Linked DNA regions of Pan troglodytes: region 2 is linked to region 1. Evidence: chromatin contacts called from public Hi-C data. All regions are on one chromosome and are shown on one strand. Each heading gives the region's core, a stretch centred on a gene start, on an enhancer-like site or on the middle of the called end of the contact. The rest is flanking DNA. Distances are from core to core; before and after follow the strand shown.

The links. Hi-C and Micro-C count contacts between places; a contact is called where the count stands out from the background.
Region 2: a Hi-C map of induced pluripotent stem cells shows a contact between it and region 1, with 4 times the contacts expected there. The contact joins two enhancer-like sites. A contact is called at or near these places in 4 of 7 Hi-C or Micro-C datasets (blood, induced pluripotent stem cells and stem cell-derived neural progenitor cells).

The regions. Positions count from the first base shown.
Region 1 is chrX:107,937,413-107,944,289 of NHGRI_mPanTro3-v2.0_pri, reverse strand. It overlaps RTL9 (retrotransposon Gag like 9), which reads right to left. Exons shown (of 4, transcript XM_054676408.2): 2 at 4,134-4,279. Among named protein-coding and RNA genes, the nearest start is that of CRIPTO3, 75 kb to the left of the region's middle. Within about 2 kb of position 4,194, at least 1 of the 24 cell types and tissues checked has an H3K27ac peak or open chromatin away from gene starts, as enhancers often do. A contact at or near this core is called in induced pluripotent stem cells, where this site is marked.
Region 2 is chrX:108,164,186-108,171,212 of NHGRI_mPanTro3-v2.0_pri, reverse strand. No RefSeq gene overlaps it. Among named protein-coding and RNA genes, the nearest start is that of CHRDL1, 130 kb to the left of the region's middle. Within about 2 kb of position 2,177, at least 4 of the 24 cell types and tissues checked have an H3K27ac peak or open chromatin away from gene starts, as enhancers often do. A contact at or near this core is called in induced pluripotent stem cells, where this site is marked.

The DNA of each region.
Region 1 (6,877 bases), core at 2,945-5,444:
CATGGAATTGTGATTCCATAATAATGAGAAAACCTGCAACAGAAATGCTAACAGTGAACATTTCTTTAGCATGCACTGACTGGCAAACACTCTGCTAGGCACTTTACATGTATCATCTCATGTGGTTCCCATAGCAACACTAAGAGATTTCGGTTGTACTCTTCCTTTATCTTACAAATGAGAAAATTCAGACCCAGAGAAGCTTAATAGTTTGCCTGCGGTCACATAGATTCCTGGGTCCATCCAGTTCCAGAGCCCCCTACTCTTCACCAAGGTGCTATAAAGATCCACCTCTCCCCCTTACTCAGTCACACTACCGAGACCCCTGCCTCTGTCTCCAGCCTGGATAACCCCAAGATGGGTTGTCATAAAAGAAATGCTGGCCTCCTGCTGACACCCTGGTTATTGTAATAATTGTAATAATTGGTGCAATGGGAAAGATGAGTCAAAAAAGCAGCCATAGACCTCCACCTCCCATCTTCAGAAAAATATCTGAACATGCCACAGTTTCCCACCAGGCAAAACCCAGAAAGATCTTACCTTGCCAGTGACGGAGAAGAGGGAGAGAGTATCCTTTGCGCCCCTAGCTCTTTCACTCTGGCCAATTAACTTATACCTCGTGCCCAGCCAGTTCATTAAAGTAAGACACAGTACCAACAGCTGTTCTCTGCAATCTCCCTTTGCTATCCCCTGCCACGCCCCCCTGCCTGCCAGCCAGCCTGCCCGCCCACCCGCCCCACTGCTCCTGACTTGCTACTGCTTGCTCTGTCTCTCTGGTCCCAGATTCCTGCCTCTATATAGGCTCTGACATTTGCCTCTGGCCGCCTTTCACTTGACAGTCCTCCAGAAGCTCCGCTTTAGCACTTGGCCTATGCAACTCCACCCCTCTTCCCTGTCGCCCCCAACAGTCCCACCAGCCTATGCCCCACCCCACTCTGCCCAAAGAAAAGAGGAGATTGACACAATTAAAAAGATGAGATGAAAAGGGTCCTGGCTCAGGAAACAAGATACGTGCCCTCTGCAGTTGAGCAGACACAGGAGTCCTGGGACCCAGGCACTGCAACTGATATGACATGGAAGCACAGGCAGAGGGCTCGAGGGAAAGAAACTGAGGCTGGAGATTGAGTGGAGCAGCATGAGAAACGTTCAAAGAGGTTCAGGTGCAGGGAAAGAGGGTTTGGGAGGATGGACAGTGGGGGCTGGCAAGCAAACACCTTAATAGAGCCCTGTAATGGTGATCATAACAAAGACAATTTACCCCAGGGTCAGAGACACGGAGAAAAATCCAGCGACCGGTATCCCTGCCATAGGGCTAGGATTCAACAGAAAGGCTCCATGGATTTCAGACAGCTAGCAAGAAAAGCACACCAGCCTTGAGCATACCAGCTGAGGGCTTGTTCATACAAACATGGCTACAGCCTGCTTTCTAGAACTGGGGCACAAGGTCAGAGTAGAGCTAGCAGAAAGGTTTACCAGAGTACTCCAGTTTTCCTGAACTGGTGCACTCAGTCTAAGGGGAGAAACCCTCAGTCTAAGGGGAGAATTGGTCCCTGAGCCTTGGATAGGGCAAAGCCTCCAGGTGAAGTTAAAGTAGCCTAGGTATAGGGATGTAGAGTTTGACAAGGGAGGCATTCAGGTCGTTATAAACCTCATAATTAACGACCAACAACAACTGAGCACTTGGGCTAAGCACTACATATGCACTATATAATTCCGACCTCCCAGCAACACCTGTAAGGCACTGAGATCATTCCCATTTTATACATGAGGAAATGGGCTTGGAGAAGTCTATGTGACCACGGTCACATAAAATAATAATAATAATTTTTTTTAAATCCCAGATTTCAGCCCTGGCCATTCTGTTTCCAAAATATTTTTATCTCTTTGTAATCAGACAAGTGATTAGAAACTCGGAGTACTCTTCTCACTGCCATCTCCCCTACATCCCCACACCACAAAGCAAGGAAACTTTCTTACTACAAATGGCTGAATCCTTGTAGTAATAATAACAACAACAACTGATATTGCTTGAACTCTTCCCATATGCCAAGAATGGGGCTGAGGGCTTCACCAGCATTATCTCATTTGATCTTGACAATTACCCTGTGAGCTAGGTCCTTTAAATTCTCAGTATACAGGTAAGGAAACTGAGCCTCCATGAGATGAATTGACATGACCAAAGGCACACAGCTCTGTGTGACTCCAGAGCTCACTATAGCATACTACTCAAAAGAAAAATTCCAGTCGCTCTCCTCTCCCTTCAAAGCAAAAAAAAAAAAAAAAAAAAAAAGTCACAGAATAGCCATTCTGTTAACAATGGCCTCACAACAACTACTATTATTATTATTAACACACCTAACAATTAAAGCTAACGTTTACTGTGCCAGGCCCTGTGCTAAGTGCTTTACCTATATGATCTCATTTGACACTCACAACATACTACGAGGTAGGTTCTATTAGCACCTTCATTTTCCAGATGAGAACAGAGGAACAGAGAGGTTAACTAGCTTTCCCAATGTCACACAGCTACAGGGCACTGTTGTTTATGTTCTAATGCAACAATTTTGGAAATAACCTAAGTGTCTAATGTTAGAACACAACTTGTTTAATGATTAAACGAATCATGGTGCAATTGTAGCAGCCACTATTGTAGCCATTGAAAATATATTCTAATGTGTACATGAGGATCTGATTATCATAAAGATAAATATGTAGATTTCTGCATAGAAAAAAACCTGGAAGGATATATACCAAAACGCCAACAGTGACCACAGTTGAATGATGGGATTAGAGGGGATTTTTAATTTTCATTTTCATTATCTGTATTTTCTCATTGGTCTATAATGGACCCATAATACGAAAAGAAAAAAACTAATAAAAGTTAATTTTATTTTTTTTAAAGATATGTTTCCCTAGGGTTCTTTCTCAAGCCCTTTTCACTCCTCTCCTTGCAAGCTCTCTCTAGGGATCCCGGACATCCACCCCCCGACCCAAGCAATCTTTCTACCCCGACAAGCTTAATGGTTGTACCACTTTATTTTGTGTTTTATTTTTGGTTTGTTTTTAAAAATAATTTCTTCTTTCTCTAACTTTTATTTATGTTTAGTAATTCCATAAGTAATCTAGGAGTATATTCTTAGGATAAAGACTTGAAATCCTCCATACAGACAAAGCTAAACTCCTGAAAATGCCCCACCCCCCATTCCCCGCAAGTCCCATTCCTCTGTCTGTTCACAGTTGGGTGTGTCTTCTTCCAAACTTTCTCTAGCTGCAATGGCATTCAGAGTTCATATCATTCAATTGCTTGCAAAACCCAGTGTGTGCAAAGAGCTGCAGTTAGAAAACCATGCTAGCACTGGTCACCCCAGGGTTCCAAGTTCTGACCCATTGTGACTATTTTCATCAGCCTGCTTCTAAGGAGGCTACTGAGAGACGGTTCTTGCATGCTCAGCCCATGTGAGGCATAGACTTCCGTTCTATTAAAGCCAGAGTCTCTAGGAACACAGAGAAGAGAGGCCTTCTAAGGAAGGAAAAGCCCAGAATTTGCCGCTTAGCATCTCTCAGGTCCCTCACGTCCCACCCAGTCTGCACTGATCAATACGGCTAGGAGGTGTCATGCTCCTGCCGCCTCACAAAAGGTAATTGAGTTTAGGGGATTGCATGGCTAGCTGCTCAGGGAAATAAGAATAAACAAGAGACGGTTCAATATGTCAACAAATAGCTTTCCAGCTGTTGAAAATAAGCCTTTCCCTAGATTCTCAACAATATTCTTTCCCCAAGCCCTAGCAAATAGGCATCCAGATAACTGAAAACAGACAACCTAAGGCTAAAGAAATACCTGGTCTACTTTAGGATCTTCTTCCTTCCTTGATCATTCAGGGAAGTAGAAGCCCTCCCCACTTCCTTCCTCCCCCACAGCCCTGACACTTAAAATGCGCACCGGCTCTTTATAAATAAAGAGGGGGAAATAGCTAGCATTTACTGAGTGCTTACTATGCCAGGCACTATGTTAAACACTTTACATACCTCATCTTATTTATTGAACGATAAACAAACAAAGTGGCTTTTTTACTCCCATTTTCTAAATCAGCTAAAGAACTGAACTAGAGAGAAATTAAAATGAAGTAACTTACCTTGGCTCTCACCGCTGAGAGGGAGCGAAGCTGGGCTTGTCACTCGGGTCTGTCTGACTCAGCCAGTGCTCTTAACTCACAGGAGAGTCACACACTGTCTTCAAGTCTCTGAAGGGCTGTCATATGGAAGAGAGGGTAGGTGTGTTCTGGGTAGCTCCAAAGAAAAGGATTTGACTGTTAGTTGGGAATTATGCTTTCATTGGATGTGCTGCAAATTCCCCAAACAACATGTATATGCATGTCCAACTCTATAGGGAAAAGAACATTATAAGAAGAGCAAACGGAACTGCCTTGCATTAGGTGCCGGTCTGAAGGATATGTGGAATCAGAGAGAACAGGAGGGATACCAGAGGACTGCAAATGGGCAGTGTCCCAATTTTCTTAAATAAGGAAACTACAGACCAGTATACCGTAAACTCCAAAGCTGTAAGCTTGATGTCAATCCTCGGAGAGATTCTGCTGCAGATTGCGAAGCAGGTAATTTATAAGCACTTAGAACACAAGTGGCAATAGGAGGTACCTAGAGGTGCTAGCAGAACACTCAAAATTAGACCAGGTTCCCAGACTTGCAGCTAATGCAACCCAAAATTTCAGGGACTGATATTGAACTTCCAGATTTTTATTTTCCCAAGTAAAATCATTAAGAAACAGAACAACCACAAATCATCATTTTCTAAAAAGAAGGGGCTTCCTTTCAACACCAAAAGAGAAGGAAATAACCTCAGAATAAAGAATAATACATGAAATAGATTTCTCTTCTCTGCGAAACATTTACTACCTAGTCCTCAGGCTTTCTCATTGCACGGTGGACTGCTGCAATTTTCCTGGAGGATGGGCACTTGTCCAAGGACCTGCTTTAGGGAATCACTCAGAGTTAAAGTATCAACACAGATAAGATCATATACCTGTAAAACAGGAAGTCTTTCTGGCCAGAAGAGAGAAGAACAGAGTTTGACCTTAGCCTAAATGAGGACATTAACACAGATAAAGTATCCACAGGAATGGACAGAGAGAAATAAAAGTTGCCAAGTGCGGATTCAAGCCCTGCTGAGGCGGGACTTGGCCATCACATTTGACCTGTGCCACCCCTTGGACCACATGCCTCTCTTGTAGGAATAAGTGTCTGATGCCATTAAGCATTTGGACCACAAATCAGTTTCCGGCTTGAGACTCTCCAAGCAAACTTCAGACCACTAGTCTTCCCAGGGATAGTTCTTAAAGCAGAAAAATTCAAAACCAGCTGAATACCATTGCCAGAGTGGGAGTTCTGCAACAACCTAGAAGGAGGTCCATAGCCTTGATCCTCTCCTGATTAGCATTTTTAATCAATGGTGTAAATAAAGGCATGGACAAGATTCTTACACAAATTCTCTGGGGCTGAGAAGAACCTCTATGATCAGCCTAGCAAGTAGGTTTACATTTTAAGCTCCACGGTTTACAATATGTCTATCTGCATTTGGTAATTTTCTCTCATGTTCTTTGTTGCCAGAGCACTGAGTTTCTACAGTTTACGCACCTCATGGAAAATGCTTAGTGAACATATGCTAGCTTTGCACCCACCCTGAAGTGCAGATCCGATCGTGTTTACAACTACTAAGCATTCATCTCAATCTTCTGTTCTCTCAAATAACTGGTAATAATGTAGACTTCCTTGATGAGAGAAGAGAACAAACTAATGCCCTCTTCTTTACATAATTGGCCCCATTTCCAAAAGACTTTAAATTGGAATTTGACCACATCTGTTGACATTGACCTTGGTTGTGTAGGTAAAGGTAGCACAGTACACAGTACTTGCCATACCCTCTGAAACTGCATTTCTCAAAATAAAAGTGTGGTGGGGAAACCCTGCATCAAGTGCTCCCTGGGAAAACTGCTAAAACACAGATTTGTAGGGGGAGGGAGACTCTACCCACAAAGAGTCAGATTCAATATAGGTCTGGGGTGACGCCAAGGAACCTGCATTTAACCCAAGTGATTCTGAAACACTAGAGTTTCAGAACCACTGGCTTTGAGGTTCCTACACTCTCATTTTAACTTCAAACAGGCCTGGGCTTGAACCCCAATACTTCAAGTTATTTCACCTCAGTTTCCTCATCTGTAAAACAGGCATAATAACAGTACCTACCTCGCATGTTCTTTGAATGTTTTAAACAAAACAACGTGTAAAGAATCTGGCACATAGTTGAAGTTCAGTAATCTCTCCTGGTCCTGCTTATCCGGGGTCCCTGCTGCCTGCCTTCTCTGTGTTCAGCTTCTGCCCCTGTTGCCAATTGCTCACTCTTTCTAGGTCTGGTATTCAAACTCCCCAAGAGAGAAACTCTCATTGGTCCAAATTCAGTAACTGTACTTGCTGGGCAAAGTTCTCATCCCAGGTTCCTTCATAGGCTGTTTGCCAGCCTATAGAGTGACTGCTCATGGATCAGATGCCCTCTCCTGGCTCAAGTGGCTATTGCTGGGGGAAGCAGGGTCACGTGGTACCAAGAATAGTCACCTATTCATAAGAAACTGCTACTTCCCTCAGCTAGGGTCTGTGGATGGAAACTCCTTAGAAGGGGCTTGTGGGTGTGGCAAGAATTCTGAGGCTTAGTCCATCCAATACACCTAGGCTTCTCATTTATCCAGCCTGCCAAAGGAATGAAGTACTCAAGTTCACTGAAGTCTCTATTTAATTCTGACTTTTCATCTCCATCAGGTCGGGAATACAAGTTTTTAAAAAACTAGACCACAGTCAAGGAAAAAACAAG
Region 2 (7,027 bases), core at 928-3,427, 230 kb before region 1:
TCTGAAAACTTGTCCACCTCCTTCAGGCAGGTTAGTTAGTTCTTCCCTACCCCATGCTTCCAGGAAATAATCACCAAAGTATTTTTCCTGTGCCAACCACTATAGTAATCAATTGACATTCATGTTTTTTCATTTAATCCTCACCATAGCCCTGTGTGGGAAGTATCATTATTGACCCTATTTTAGACTTGAGAACATTGAAGGCATTCACCTTTTACATGCCATTATATGTAAAAACATGAAATGTTTGCTCAGTCATGGTCTCCATGATTAGATTGGAAGGCTCTGAGAAGTTAGGGACCCAATGTCCAGCACGTCCAGACATTCAGTAAATATTTGCCAAGTGAAGAGTCCATCTGGTGAGATTCTTTCTCCATTTGGGAGAGCAAGCAGTTCAGGGAATACATAAATATGCAGAGGCTAGGCAGATTTTCAGGACATTTTCTCTGTACCCTACTCTAAAGAAAACTAATAAAACCTGCGTTAATAAGTACAAATGAAAAAAAGGTCTTATTTGCTTTGTAAACTGATTTGCCATAAGATGTCTTTCAAAATAAATGATAAATATTAGATTTACACATCGATTTTTCTAAATGCTTAAAGCAAAATGTCCTTGCATGTGTGGCATAGGCTTCACAGTAATACTAAGCTGTGAAGGATTTTTGCTAAGACTTCAATATTGTGGATAAGAAATATCTATATTTCTACATATGCTATCTATAATATATAATATTTATAATAGCTATAATATATATTACAGGCCGGACATGGTAGCTTATGCCTGTAAGGGAAACATAGTGGGACACCCATCTCTACCAAAAATTTAAAAAATAGCTGAGCATGGTGCACATGCCTATAGTCCCAGCTACTCAGAAGACTGAAGCAGAAGGATCACTTGAACCCAGGAGTTCAAGGCTGCAGTTCTCTATGATCATGCCGATCATGCCACTGCACTCCAACCTGGGTGACAGAGCAAGATCCTGTTTCATATATATATATATATATATAACAATACTTATATATCTTTATATCTTTCTCTCTGTGTGTATGAATACTTACGCTCCAACATGGTGTGTATGGAGCCTTCACAAAATGGCCCACACAAGAGACCCAATGCCTGACTTCAAGTTAATGTAGACAGAAGGAATTCTAAATTGCCTCCCAGTATAAGCAGTCCCCAATGTAAGAATAACATATTGGCCAAAAGTTTAGAATTCAGCATGCATTTTCTTATTGAAATATCATTCTATTTGATCCTCAGATTCCCAGGCCAGTCCACACAAGTCTCTTGAACCCTGAATGTAGCCAAGTTATATATAGTACTAATTAGTACCCGCTTAAGCTCCATCCTGGGGGCAGGGGCAGGTGGTGAGGAGAGGAGTGAGCAGGGAGTTTCCTCTCACTTTTCTGGATGGGATGGATGGGAGGGAGGCAAGGCACAGGTCCTAGGCAAAACCTCAAAGAAGACAAAGTTTGTACTTGACAGCTTCCTCTCTCCATGTCATCATGCACTCTCTGGATTCTCAGTGCCCTCATTCCTCCCTTCAGATCCAGCTATCCCACCTGCCTTGTTCCACAAAGAACCTCAGGCTCCGCCATTAACCACCTCACACAACAATCAAAACCTAAATCCCTCCAGGGCAGCTGTCTGGCATTAGGAAGGAAGCAACTTAAGTGAAATAAATGATAATTGCTTAACCCTCAGATACCTTTTCACTTTTAAATACTTTATTATTCTTTATTACCCTCAAAATGCATTCCCCAATTACAAAAATAAAGGCAGAGGGGTAAAGTGAGTGAAAACCTTCTGGCAGTGGAAGCAATAGAAGGGAGTTTTGGGAATGAGAGGGATGAGATTTTGGGTGATGATAGAAGTAGGCAGCACCAACTAAATAGGCCATACCTGTCCTTCCTAAGCATCCGTAATGTAATCCAGGCCTTCTCCCCTTACAAAGAGTGCTAATGTTATTCCTGCTCTTCCGACTTTCTCTTTCTTTCACTTCTGAACCTGCTACTTCTCTAAAATGCCAGGGGTTTGGGTTTATTGTGAGATGTAGCAGCTTGCAGGGCAGCCAGAGGCCCTGGTGAGGAGGAAGGGGCTGATGGTCTACACGTGTTCCTGAAAACTGCCTGTGCCATTGTCCTCTGGCATTCACGTGGGCGTTGCCATAGGAGGGAGCAGCTCAGAGAGGAATTCTGAAGCTCTGGAATGTATCCGCATAGGGAGCCCTCTTCATCAAGAGGTAAGTGAGGGAGGGGAAGGAAACGCTGCAGAAGGGCATTGGCCCTTTTCAGTCCTTCAATAAACCTGTTTACCTCTGTTCAACTTATCACCAAAATTAATAACAAAATAACTTTGGGGTCAAAACTATTGAGAGGTTCACTCCAATCAGGGAATCAGGAGAAGACAGAGTTAATACACGCAAACAATTCGTATTTCTTGTTTCCTACATCTCTTAATCTTCGTTCCCTCATCTGTAAAATAAGGATAAGAATAATCTCTATGCCATAGGGTTCTTGTCAGGCTTAAATGAGTTAATAAGGTGTTCATGAGAGTGACTGACGTATAAATGCACAGTAAATGCCTTTTAAAAAATTAGACCAGGTGTGATAGCTTATGCTTGTAATCCCAGCAATTTGGGAGGCCAAGGCAGGAAGATCACTTAGAGACCAGCCTGGGCAACATAGCAAAACCCCATCTCTAAAAAAGTTAAAAATAAATTAGCTGTGTATGGTGGCACATGCCTGTAGTCCCAGCTACTTGGAGGCTGAGGCAGGAGGATCACTTGAGCCCAGAAGTTCAAGGCTGCAGTGATCATGCCCACTGCACTCCAGCCTGAAGGACGGAACAAGACGCTGTCTCTGAAAAAATAATAATAAATAAAAATAAATTTAAAAAACTAGGTGAACACTTTGTTCATGATCTCTAGTAGTTAAAAGAAAAAGGAAAGCAGTCTCAGGCTGGGTTAACTTCAATCAGACAGTGGAACTTAAGCACGTCTTTGAAGGAAGTGCCAACCTGAGATGGCCAACTAGGAGAAGCCTTTTGGGGGGTCCTGGTATAAAACAGAAGAGGAGACTGTCCCTGCAGAGCTTCAGCCAAAACTTAGTAAGAAGAAGAACCTGACTTTAGTGCCAAAGAGAGGAGGAAAAATCTACACACTAGAAATTGGGAGTTGTGGCTGTTGCATTTAGTTTTACTCACATGACTACAAGGTGGGAAAACTGGTTAACCACACTTTTTTTCCAAAAAAAAAAAAATGATCTTGGGGTTGTTTTTGACCATAATTTCAATAAAAACCCACAATATAACATGTGACATGGTTATTTCCAATGTTCTTTTACTCATAGGCTATAATAACAGAAGGGCTTTCATTCATTCATCAGCTATTTACGGACCACATACAGTGGGCCAAGCACAACACTTGCTTCTGGGGTTCCAGTGGTGAACAAGATAGATGCAGTATCTGCCCACATGGAGGTTACAGTCTACTAAGGAATACAGACACTAGACAAGTTATAACACGTGTGATGGGTAGTATGAAAGGGCGAGTCCAAGGTGCTGTGACTAAGTCATGGGGACTTGTCCTCATCATGGAGAGGCAAGGAAGACCTTCCAGAGGAAATGACACTGAAGGTGAGACTTAAAGAAGAGTTAGGAGATGGGGTTCCATACCATATTTTGTTTGAAAACAGTGTTTCACTGCCTTAAAAGAGTTAGAACACCATTGGACTAAAGCGTTGATTCTTCAGGTAACTTCTGTTATAACATAGGTGCCCCTGGTAGAGACAGCTGGTAACCCCTATAAATATTTCCCTATAAATAAATTCCACCAAGGAAAATAAAAAGCACAGCCTTAGGGGGTTAGAGCACAAGACAGGAGCATTTTGATAGAGGGAAGGGATATAATCTGAAGTATTACCTGAAAAGTCAGGCTTAAATATGGCTCTCCAAGGGGAGATGAGGGAATCACTTAGGTGCTGGGGTGGGGGCAGTGGTATACCAAAGTGAGAAGTATTTTATCAATGACTGTTTAGAATTGCCAGCATGTGGTTATAATAAAAGTCTGACCAACTTTAGTCAGTTTTAATATTGTTTTTAAATTATTCATAAACAATGCACCTGCTTATTGACTGAACCCTGTTGGAGCACTCTCCACCACCCCCCACCACCACCCTGCATGCCACTAGATGGCAGTCACACAGAAGTTGGAGAAAGGCAAACACTAGTAGTATTCAGCCCAGTTTTCAGGAGCCCTTTGCTCTGCAATTCTAAGAAAATCAGCTCTCTGGAGTACCTCTTGGGATATGGCCTCTTCTCAAACAGCTGAAGTCATTATTGTACACTTGCCGTGTTTGTGCAGGGGAAAGTAGCCACTTATGGCCCTGAACTCATGTCAGGCAGAGAGGAGAATTTAGGCAACTATCTGGTTGTCAAGCAACCAAAAACCCCTTCTGCAAGGACTAACAGATTGTTTTCTCAAATGTCCCTTTTGCTTTGGTTAGTGGAGACCTAGTCTGAGTATGATTACTCTCCTGGATCTGAAACAAAGGCATAATCACATGGGGTAGGATTGGAAAGGACCAGATATTAACCCCAAGCCACAGACAAGGGGATGTCTGGAGCAAGACAACAGGCTTGAGAATGCTCTGATGCAATGCAGTGGGTAAGGAGGAGGGTGTTTGGGTGAAAGGAAAAGGTCAGTGTGCATTTGAAGTCAAAACTGTGGCCTATGGGATGCCCTGAAGTTTCGGAAACTGAGGACAAGCTCCAAGAATATTGAGACATTCTGGCAAGTTTGGAGAGGGAACCCCTCCAGAAAAACACAGACAATTCGAGCTGATTGAATGGCTTTGGATACAAAATGGGACTCTGTGTTGGATGAGAGGGGAAAGTTTGTCAGCAAGTATAGGCGAAGGAGGTTCTGGGACAGAGCAAAAGGAAGGGAGGACCTCAAAAGTAAAGGAATTCTAAACGTCTTTTCAAGATTGTAGTCTGCTAAAGTTTTGGGGTAGATATGACTATCTCCTTGTCCTCCCAACAAACTAAGAAGTAGACAAATTTGGTCTTGGCCACATATTTTGCTGTCCCCTCCTACCTTTTAGCTCCCATCTCTGGTGCTCAGCGCCCTCTTTTTTCCCTTGGAGTGTTTTCCAACATTGGTAGAAGTTGGAGAACATTTGGGGTTTGGCTCTTTGGAGTGGTACTAACCAAGCAATAATTCATCTATCAAAGTTTGACTACTATTATAAGTATAAAAACTGTCGAATTCCTGAAGCACACATGGCACCCAAAAGACTAATTCTAACCCACTAGACCTGCTTGGAGCCATTGCTGATCCCCACTCTGCTTTTAGGATGAAAGTGTTCAATGCTCTACCCTGAAGCAAGCTGATTAATTCAGGCTAATGTGTTAATGACTGCTAATATGTTGATGCCCTACTAAATGAAACATTTGTACCCTATGAAGAAAGGTCTTTGTTTAATTTAGTGGTTCCTAAACATTTTGGGTCCATATAACTTATTTTATCAATCAAAACTATCTGATTATCCCATGACAGTAGTTGCACTCCTAGTGTCTGCTGATTGAGAAAATATATAATGAAAAAGGTTACTATATAATAAAAAAGTTACATATGCAGAAGATTTTTTTCCTTTATTAATCACAACAGTACCCATGTATGATTGAGAAATAGTAGCAAACGTGTGTAAGATATATTTAATCAAAATAAAAGCCTCGTTCACAAGCTGATTTGCAGGTTTCTCACATAACTCCTTGGCTCCCCAGAGTGTTGTGGCCCCAGATTAAGAACCACTGTCTGAACGAGAACAAAAATGATTGAAGCAGAAACTTTAAATCTCTTTTAAAGCTTCATACTGAAGATACTTTAATGTCAGGAGGGTAGGATAGAGCCTCTCCCCAGTACCTCACAGATGTATTTTCTGTAGGAGGTCTGGGCAGGGCTAGCTAATAGCTAACAAAATAAAAATAATGTTCCTGTTTCAGGGAGCCACCCTAAGTGCTCATGTGAATAACTTCCACAGAGACCAATGAAGCTGGTGGAACATTCAGGGTTTAACTTTTGGAAGTAGAGATTGCCAAACAATAGGCCATTCATTAAAGTTTGGCTACCATCACAAATACAAAAGAATCAATTTCCCCAAACAGGGCTAATGGAGAAAACCCACACAACTCTGTGAATATACAAAAACCCGCTTAATTGAACACTTTGAAGGGGTAAATTGTATGACATATGAATTATGCTCAATAAAAGTGTTATTTTAAAAACAAAATGAGTATCATCAGGAGCACTTAGTTCAACACACTTGCCAATATTAAGTTCCCCATATCTGAGCACCTTGTACCTCCAATATCCAGGGCCTGTGAATTTAGGCTATCCTCAGCTCCGCAGAAGGTTGACTCTTACTGATATTGTCTATCTGACTTTGTATATTCTGAGAGGAGATGATGATGAGGAAAAACATCAGATAGTAAAGGAGAGTGGAGGGGTTAAAACACCAACACTGAAATCAGTCAGCCTGGTTCCCTGTCCTTGCTGTATGACTTTGGGTATGTCAATGCATCTCTGTGAGCTTCATATTTTAAATCAATGTGTTTTATCACATTGCTTGCTCCTGCCTCCTGACATTGCTTTATATAGAAGTGTTTTCTTTCATCTCTGAATATTTGAATATTTTCTAGATATCTTTGTTATTGAATTTTAATTTATTCTATGAATATCATTGTATGATTTCTATTCCTTTAAATGTCTTCTTTTTTGCTACTTTATATCTATATAGTTTTCATTTTAGATTCAGGGGTACATATGCAGGTCCCACAATATGCCCTCTCTTGGGTATATGTGTTCCATATACACTTGGAAAGAATGCATATTCTCCTGTTGTTGGGTGAAGTGTTTTACAAATGAAAGTTAGGTCAAGTGGTTGATAGTGCTGTTTTGGTTTTCTGTATTTTTTTTATTTTTATATTTTATTTATTTATTTATTTTATTATACTTTAAGTTCT